Linked DNA regions of Anas platyrhynchos: region 1 is linked to region 2. A link is a contact called in public Hi-C data. All regions are on one chromosome and are shown on one strand. The core of a region is the stretch at or near the end of the contact, and the rest is flanking DNA. Distances in the headings are between cores, read along the strand shown.

Region 1 (4,670 bases), core at 1,495-3,994, 370 kb after region 2:
AAAATATATTTGTTTTCTCAAAGGCTACTCAAATACATCTGCAGTTATACATAAACTGTGCTGTTCTCAATTTACAGAGAATGCTGTTTAATCATGTTGGAGATGGTGCTTTGCCACGAAGTGATTCCAATCTGCCTGGCCCTGACAAAGGTGAGTGGAAATCATAGAATCATTAAGGTTGGAAAAAACCTCTAAGATCATCTGGCCTGACCATCCCTCTACCACAAATATCACCCTCCCAGTCTTGGAATCCATGAAAATTCATGTCATGTTCTTGTAGAATGCCAACTGTTGAGCACATAATGTCATCTCCAAGCCTCAAAGCACTAACTAAAGCACGCTAATGTTGTCAAGTTTCAAAGCCCTGCCGAAAAGAGGAGTAAATGGTGCCTGTTCGAACTGAGTGAACTCAGAAGGGCCCATGAGTTTAAAGGAAAGGGTGGTGCAGATTGTGTGAGATCTGTCCTTTCACCTGCTTTGTTAGAGTAGTGTAGGGAGTTGAACCCTGCCGAATATGGACTTCTGGAGACTAGGGCAAAGGGAAGCTAAAGTTCCATGGGCAGGATCATGAAGTCTGGTACCTGCAAGTTCCCTTTATCAAACATGTCTCTGTGATTTTGGTTATGCTTTGGAAGGGAAAAGATCAATTTTTGTTTGTTTGTTTGTTTGTTTTTTCCTAATCAAAGTAAATAAGAAAGAAACCTATGAATTTCAATAAACAATATTGCCTTCTATAATTTTTCACATGGGGAAATTCAATATTATTGGCACAGTTGTTTTGCCAAGATTTTGTTATGTGCTCTTTATGCATTTTGTGCTCCATAATTTCATTGTGCTACCCTTTGTTGCACAATGAATAAAGGCTACAATAAAATAGATGTATTAAAAGCTAACATTTCAAGAGCATACTGTAAACAAGAACTGACGGAGAATCAGATTTTCATCAGTAAGAGTTGATTTTTATAAATATTCGTGTGTCCAAGTTTTGGTGTAAAATGAAGAGTGGAATTTTTCATAGGAGTGAAAGACATGAAATAACATGAAAATGTCAAAACTTTTCCATTGGTCTATGCAGCCAAGTACATTACAAAATTGCTAAAATAAAGTATTCTCTCCAGGAGACTTTTTAGCAGTCCAAAGAATTGACTACTAGGGTAACTTAAAAGGAAAAAAATTGGCTTCTCAAGAGATTCAGGCATTTGAAGTACCCAGGCCTGGTGCCAAGTCATTTTTAGGATGAGGGCAAAACCATGCTGCTAGGTGACAGCCTACGATAAAAAGCAAACAGTGAATTGCATACTCTGGCAATAAAAAGGCAAAATGATCCTCTAGAAAACAGATTATTCTGTGCGCTATTCTCAGGGTCAACTGATGTACAATTATGCTGTAACAATATTGTTACAGATATGGTACAAATAATATATATATATTATATATATATATATATATATATATATAAAATGTTTTTTTTGTGTTAAATCTGGTATAGGCCAGTATAGCATAATTCCAGTCCGTCTGAAAGCCCTCGTTGCTTCTACAATAGCAATAATTGCTAACATGAATTAGCATTCAGCAGCAGCACTTTGCTTTCCACACCATCTTATTAAATGAGCATGAAGTTCTTCCATGTGGTTCCTCACAAGTGTGACACTAGCAGACAAGAAGGAAACTGTCATGCAAGGCATAAGCTCATGTTACTTCCTGAAAAACTTTTAACTTGGTGGAAGAGGTTTGAGGTTTTAAAGCTGTCAGGTATTCTTCACCTCTGTTAGTTTGTTTGTTTGTCTCATTTTTTGTTTGTTTGTTTTCTTTGGAAGCAGCTTGTTCACCGTTTATAGGATGTGTAAGAAAAATTGGAAATTTTTCGTTCATTTGTGTCCTGTGCATGTTAAATGACCTTTGTGTCTGTCTTACTCTTTCCAATAGCAGTGGCTCTATGATAACAAGAAATAATCCAGTTCCATTATTAAGTTGTTCCAAACTTTATGGGGATCATTCAATTAGAGACATGGAATTTGGTAAAAGTAACACAGATAATACAACGGCCAATTTTATACATGTCCAGGTGATAGTCAATTTGCAGGCCCCTGGACCACAGATAAAGACAGTGTGTATAAATTGTGTTAATCCATAATATTTTAATTTGATTTTGTTCAAACACTTTTACATTTCTTCCCCTCTTCACTCCCTCCATTTTGCGCCCTTCTTTCCATCTTCTTTCACTTCTGAGTTCATAGCCTATGCAGGCAACAAAAGACAATTAGCACTGAAAGCTTTCTGAGGGATCTTGATTGGAATTTGGTGAGTTCCTTTCTCTAGTCCCTTCTGCATATAAAATGAGTTAATGGAAACAGTTTGTGAATAGGCTGTTCTCTTACACCTAGAAACCTTTAAATAGGAGTCTGGTGCAAAGATAAACTGATGATATTAACAGGCTTCAAAGCTCCCCTTTGTGGGAGATTTGCAGTACACCAGAGTGCTGTATCAGCTGCTGCTGTCATTGGTGGTCCAAACTGCTATACAATCTCAAACTGACCCAAGGGCCAGATGCGTATGTCAGGCAAAGCAGGAGACTGACAGGCTTTACTGAAGAGCCTTTCAAATGATGATGCAACCACGAGAGCTTTTCAGGCATCCTGTTACAGTTGTTTAACATTTTCACTCTACATGTTTGTACCCTCGCAGAGAAAGGCAAGTAAGAGAGCTTGAATGTGACAGCTAAAAGTGGTGCTGCCTGTGTCAGCTTTTGCATTCTCTTCCAGCTGTAAACACCACTCCCAGCAGCTGGAGCCTGGACAGTGGGAAAGAAGCCAGAAACACATCAGAGAGTGGAAAGCTTATATCTCCTCCTGTACCACCCAGACCTGCACAGACTGGTGAGTTAATGGACATCTCAGGCTAAGCTCCAGTTAAAAAATGATTTATTTGAGTGCTTAGATTCTTTCCGCTCTGACTAACATTTAACTTCTTGGGCACGTTAGTTTATTATTTGATTACTTACATAGAAGGCTGTAGAACTTCAAGTATTTTCATCTCATTAGGCTTCTTTGTAGCATTCTGTTTCTAGTACTCTGCCTCTTCATTTAATGACTGTGTAGTTTCAGACAGTTCATTCTGGTAACTAGGGAGGATGATCAAATTTAATCTTTTGATCTTATGATAATTAGAGGTTAGCAATCGGAAATGATCATTAAAGAAAAAGAATCTTACCACATGCACAGCAATCATGAAAGTACGTGAGTTCTGTTCCTATAACCAATTTGCCCTTCAAAAGACTAATTTCCATTTAAAGAAAAGACTTCTTAAGTGGTATTAGAAATATAATTGCTCTCAAGGGGGTGGAAACTTTTTGGAGTTTTAGCCTTATGCCTCAAAGTAAGTACATTTTATATGGTGTTTTTTCTTACTTAAAAATACAGAACATAGTTCTTAAGAAAAAAAAAAAAAGGAAGATGGGAAAAGGAGAGAAGAAAATACTGACTTAATTTGAGTCCTGTATTATTTGGCAGGATGTAAACCAATTTAAAGTGGTATAAAATAAAAGATGGATGCAGAAATTTCTTGTACTTTATTGGTTATATGGCAAGATAATCCTGAAAAAAAAAAATATAAACAGTATCTCTAAGACTATTTGCAACTATTGAGCAAATACATAGAGGGAACCAGAGATAATGTTTGTATGTAGAATGATCTCTTATCTATTTAAAAAGATTTCTTAATGAAAATTGTAAAGTTGTAATGCTGACTGCATTGAAATCTTTCTGACTTTACAGCATCACCAGCAAGGCACATAGCCACTGTTTCCCCTTCTCCTGCTGGCAGATCACCAATGAAGGTATTGTCTTTTTGCAAGTGAATTTCCTTTGTGGGAATGACTGTAGGTGTTGTGAGGTATATCATATACATTAAATATGTTATTTGGGATTACATCTTTAATTCATTATACTGAATTATATATATTTAGTTCATTATCATATGCCTATTCAAAATCCAAAAAGTAAGTAGTCCTATCATAGCAGGTCTGAAGATTTTCAAAACTGCAGGTAAGAAACATAACCTTCAGGCTCTGTAGTGTGTCAGTATCAGACTTCTCACTAACATGTGCAATCAAGCTCACCTGAGTCAGTGGACAAAATGGAGTGTAAGAAATAAATGTAAGAAGTGCCAGGTAGTCCAGAATGCTGTCTCCAGCAGTGGCAAAAGGAGATGCCAGTTAAGGAGACACTGTTGTGCAGCCCATTCCTTTCACTCCTCCAGCATCCAGAGCTGTTGCGTTAAGGGTGTTAATCTCTGATCCAGCAATTTTAACACCCAGTACCTCTGCAGAGCTGTCCAGGGAGGCTGTGTGAGAAGTTGGAAGGAGTTTGAAGCTTGTCAGTAGGAAACACTAGGCACAGCCTGTGAATAAGCATTGGTTCTTCTGTGGAAGCTGGGCGCCCATAGCAACAGGGGCTAAACTGAGCAGGTTTCATTTCTGTTTCAAGATATTTGAAGATATTGGTACCCATTTGTTGTGCAACAGCTTATTGGTTAGAAAGCCTGACCAGGAAATCTGTCTCCCATGGCACCGGAGAACATGAACACGCAGCCTGTGCACAGTTCATGAAAACCCCGCTGCTGACAGACTGCACAACATTACTCTCAGGGATAAACTCTGCCAACCCATTGAA
Region 2 (4,705 bases), core at 1,119-3,618:
TATAGTTGTACCACTTACATGGGGGAAAAATACATTAGAGAGAGGAAAGGTTTCAAGTGAATGTATCAGTAGTTCTTTCACATGAAGTTTGTATTTTTGCAGGAGGAACAAGAAAATACAGTGCATGAATAGCTGGCAAGAAATTAACAGCAGGTGAGAAGTCTGTGGTAATCATAAAAAAATCCCCTAAAGAGACAAGTGAAATAGAAATGAGAAACCCTATTGCTTTTTTAGATACCTAACAAAGAACTGGAACTAAGCTGTACAACACAAATTGCTGGAAACTACCATAAAGACCTTTTACTGAAATACACTCGTCAAGGACACCTGGTGTCACAAAGGAGGACCTGTATGGAAAGTTTTCCTAATAGTTTATTGAATGCTAGGTAATCGTATTAGTGTTTGATATTCCTAAGTAAAGAGGAGGAAACTATATTGACTGTTTGGGAAGGTGTGTTTCCCTTGCCTGTGTAATATAGTTGTGGTACTAAAAATGTGAAAGCTGCAGTCCTGTAAACGGACTTTGTCCTAAGATGCACAGAATTATGATATTTGTCAGAAATAATATGCTTCTCTTTCTGCCATGACAAATAGCTAAATTAATAAATATCAGTCAAAATTTCATATATATCTGAATGACAGCTTTAATGAGACAAATGAGTTTGTCTTGAAATGCTTTAAACTACAACAGGTTATGATCACGCAGAGCAAACAGCAAGTGGACAGCTATTCTGGGACTGCTGAACAGAGGTACCCCAGAAGGAATCCAAGTACACAGGAGACTAGGATCTCTCCGTGGTGAGAGGTCTGACCCATGTGCATGGACCCAGTACACCCTGGGGTGTTTGACTGCTCCTAGAAAAAGCAGAAAGAAGTTTGATGGCTACTTTGGGATGGCAGTTTCTGTATAATAACCTAATATGGGGAAAAACTGATGTAGTTATTTCAGTGAGATGACAGAAACTCGAATTATGAATCCTAGATTCTTATAGCAAGGGAAATGATGGTCTATAAAACATAATAGCTTCTTGAAGGATCTTTATTGAAAGAAATGGCTTTATCTTCACTAGCTGTAAAGGGTATTGTGAAGGGTTAAGTGGCATAAGAAATTCTCCATCTCAAAATGAGTGGATAGATCACTGATACATAATTGCACCTTGCATTATAATCAAGAGGGTCTACATCTCCCCAAATCAATGGATACGCCTATCACCTTGTCAAAGTAATGACTTAAGTGTGTGTGTCCATGTCAGTGGTTGTCTAATAGATTTAGTTGTGTTTTCCATTTGTGTGCACGTGGCCAGTCTAATCAGTGGCAAAACATTTTACCACAGATCTGAAGGAAGGAAAAAAAGACGCCGAACAGACCAGGGGACCCCAGCCAAACTTTGGTCAGAAAACACTCCCCCTTCAAGGCTCTATGAGGCAGCCTACACTGTTCAACAGCAGCAACCAAGGCAGCAGCCGGACCCATGCACTGCAGAGCTGCCCCCAGCTCCCCAAAGCCATGGGCCCCTGCCTTGCCTCGCCCGGGCACAGCTGCCCTTCCTTTGGGTTCACCACAAGCCCTTTCCCTCACACAGCCCGCTGATCTGCCCAAAGTGACCATGTTGGCAGTGAAAAGGGACGTATAAAAGTGCAGGGACATTTGAAAAGATGCATTGAGCTGCTGAATTCCTTCTTAGACTTGCTCATGAGCCCCTAGGTATGCTGCTGTAGGATGCAGCAGAGTTGCTTCAGTTATCTGGGGTAACAAAGTCAGTGCTGACCAGATTGCAAAATACTCACAAATTTGTTTTTCTTATATTCACATTTCCCTCTTTTAATTTTTAAGCTAATGTTTTTGATCTGCTGAACTTTTGCCAAAACTCCTTGCTCTTTCTCCAAGCCCGGCAAGGAGATGACTTGACAATTTCCATGGAAATGATAGCAGCAAGCATCTAAAAACTTATTAAAAAGGCATTGTGGCTGCCCTTGGAAGGGAAAAAAAAAATAAAAAAAAGAGTCACTGAAGGAAAGCCGTCGCTGCCTGGCAGCAGCCACCAGCCAGCAGTGCCCTTTCGGCTCAGGCGCACAGAGGCGTTTCATTCCTCCTCGCACCCGACATTTCGCCGCCATCCTATCGGCGCCTGCAGCCTCGCCGTGGCCGTGCCCTGGCGGCCGGCCGAGTGCCTGGCTCCACGCTGGGATTACCCGGCTGAAAATTGCCCTCACTCCTCCCCAGCCCGCGGTCAGCGCCACGCTCTGAGGCGCCCCTCAGCCCCGCCACCCGGCCCCGCCGCCATTTTCCCTCGCCGGGCTCCCCCTGCCGCCGGGCTCGGCTCAGCCCCGCCGGGCTGCTCCGAAATGGCCACCAGGGGTCGCCCTGCGGCAGCGAGAGGCGGCGGGAGGCTGGCGGTGCCCTGAGGGCCCGGCAGGACGAGGGCAGCCGGTGGCAGACCCTGTCTTTGCCTCAAGCCCACCGCCTTCCCTCACACCCACAGCTTTCCCCTCACGTTAGCCAGCCCCTGACATATCCGCTGTTGTCTGCCAAGAGATGCAGACCCTCCTGCCCTGGTCTCCTCTCTGTAAGAAGCATTTGAGGAAAGACCTTAAAGAGAGTGCTCAGGGACAGGAGGGCGTTTGGTAGGGCAGATACAAAACATTATGAAGCAACATCTCGGAGATTCAGGTGGCTTTCTTGTCAGCTTATCCCGATTTTTTGCTGTGATCACTCTTCCTCACGGAAAAGACCTAAATGAGTCAGTCAGTGCTTATTTATAGCTGCTGAATCAGTTTAGTGCATGTCATCTGCTGCCCGTACACTTGGACAAGCTGACTCAGTCGCTGCCAGTGGCATCACGGCCCTGTGGGCCCTCCTGCCTGAGGTTTTTGTACGAGATAAGCAGCAGATGAGGTAAACCAGGCACAATAAAACTACAGGTTAGGTTGTGCAAGAAGCAGTCTTAAGAAAACTTTCCTTCCCTACCACAGCGAACAGATTGGTTGATACTATTCAAATAAATAAATAAATAAGCCACCTACATCTAAAATCCTATTAAAATAATATTAGGAAGTTCTCTTTGTTACTATTAGTTTACAGGTACCAAGCTTTTTCCCTCATTATCTAGTTATTTAACTTGCTCCAGGATGCAAAGTCAGTTGGTCACTGACGATGCATAAAAAGAGCTAGAATCCTTGTCACGCTTGCTGTTGAAATATCAATTAAAAATAACCCTCGTATCTACCCATATGATTATGAGAACCCAGAGGGAGGTTTTCTGATGAAAATGCTTCAGTGTTCCCTTAAGGGGAAAAAAATAAATAAATAAAAAATAGAGCATTCAGTAATAGTTAGGAGTTAATTAATCAGCCACAAGCTCTTGCAGAGGAGCAGAGTGTCTGAATTTGAAAATTTGATGTCACCTTGTAGACAAGCAATATTTTCCAAAGTCAGTTACGTGGTGCAGAAGATATTGAGATTAAATGAGCAGTGCAGAACATGAAAAACAAACCCATAATTATTAATAGATTCTTAAATTGGCAGGTGATAGATTTTTAAATTGTCCTTTCACCCTCTTGTGTAAGTCGGTTTGCCTCACATTGATAAATTAGCAGCAGCACTGTGCTGAGCCTGTTTCCACTGGACGCTTCTCATTACCATTCAGGGGTTTTGCTGGCTCATCAGTGCCTCGTGGACAGCATTTCAATTGCTGCAATGTGGCCCAGAAACAAGAGAAAGGATAGAAAACAGAGTCTATAAAAACCTTTTATTGAATTCTAAGATTGATCAAGTTCTCAAATAAGAGTAAGCTCTTTGGCCATGGTGTTGCTAGTTTTTATGTATCCCAGAGGAAGACACAGTACATTCATCCCCTCTGTTCTTCTCTTTAAATCTCAGTATTCTTGTTAATCTATCAGGAAAATAAGAACAGTAACATGTAATGGACTGAATGTGCTTTTTTCTCAATTGAAGAGAACAGTTTCTTTAATCCCAGTAGCACAGAGCTACAAGCTAAGGATTTGGTCCAACTTTTATTATTCACCAGCATCTTCCAATAAAAATTAAACCAGCAACTTATAAGAAGGTCAAGTTAAACATCTTGGACAGATGATTTTCAGTTATGAGTCAAAACATGAATTCATTTTGTAGTTGTTATTCGGCATTTGTTTTATGTAGGTGTTGCTTAATCAGAGTTCTAATTAAAAACATTTTGCAATTCTATTTGTCAAAATAAACATTTTCAAAATACTAAGGCTTTTTGGAGCATGTTGCTCTGATAATATTTCCAATAGGGAAGGTTCTGAATCTCTGAACAGAAATTCCAGTCAGACAGGGTGAAAGGAATAAGAAAACCTGAGATTTCTGATATGCAAATGGATATTTGCAGGCAACTTCATGTATAATTTTACAATGTTATGCTTTGGTGGACTGAAAATAAATATTGGATCTTCAAAATCTTAAAAACCCCATGAAACAGGATTTTTGTTCTTCAGATAATTCTAATTCTGACAGTTCTCCTTCTGCTTTGTTGAACATTGTTACACCGTGTTCATTTTGCAAATACATTGACACTGCATTTAATGTTTCTGAATAGTTAGGGTTGTGTACAATACAAAGCACATCACCTTTGAGAACATGTGGTCTAACAAAACTTGTGACCAGCCTTTTACCACTCCTGGAATTTTCTCTTCTGCTTCCAGATTCAGAGTACACACATCATTA

The links. Hi-C and Micro-C count contacts between places; a contact is called where the count stands out from the background.
Region 1: a contact with region 2 is called in a Hi-C map of subcutaneous adipose tissue, with 2.3 times the contacts expected there. The contact joins two enhancer-like sites. A contact is called at or near these places in 2 of 8 Hi-C or Micro-C datasets (F5 follicle and subcutaneous adipose tissue).

The regions. Positions count from the first base shown.
Region 1 is chr1:28,931,822-28,936,491 of IASCAAS_PekinDuck_T2T, forward strand. DOCK4 (dedicator of cytokinesis 4) reads left to right here. Exons shown (of 51, transcript XM_038185208.2): 48 at 78-150; 49 at 2,763-2,876; 50 at 3,774-3,835. Among named protein-coding and RNA genes, the nearest start is that of IMMP2L, 29 kb to the right of the region's middle. Within about 2 kb of position 2,745, at least 1 of the 8 cell types and tissues checked has an H3K27ac peak or open chromatin away from gene starts, as enhancers often do. A contact at or near this core is called in subcutaneous adipose tissue, where this site is marked.
Region 2 is chr1:28,564,808-28,569,512 of IASCAAS_PekinDuck_T2T, forward strand. No RefSeq gene overlaps it. Among named protein-coding and RNA genes, the nearest start is that of LSMEM1, 18 kb to the right of the region's middle. Within about 2 kb of position 2,369, at least 6 of the 8 cell types and tissues checked have an H3K27ac peak or open chromatin away from gene starts, as enhancers often do. A contact at or near this core is called in subcutaneous adipose tissue, where this site is marked.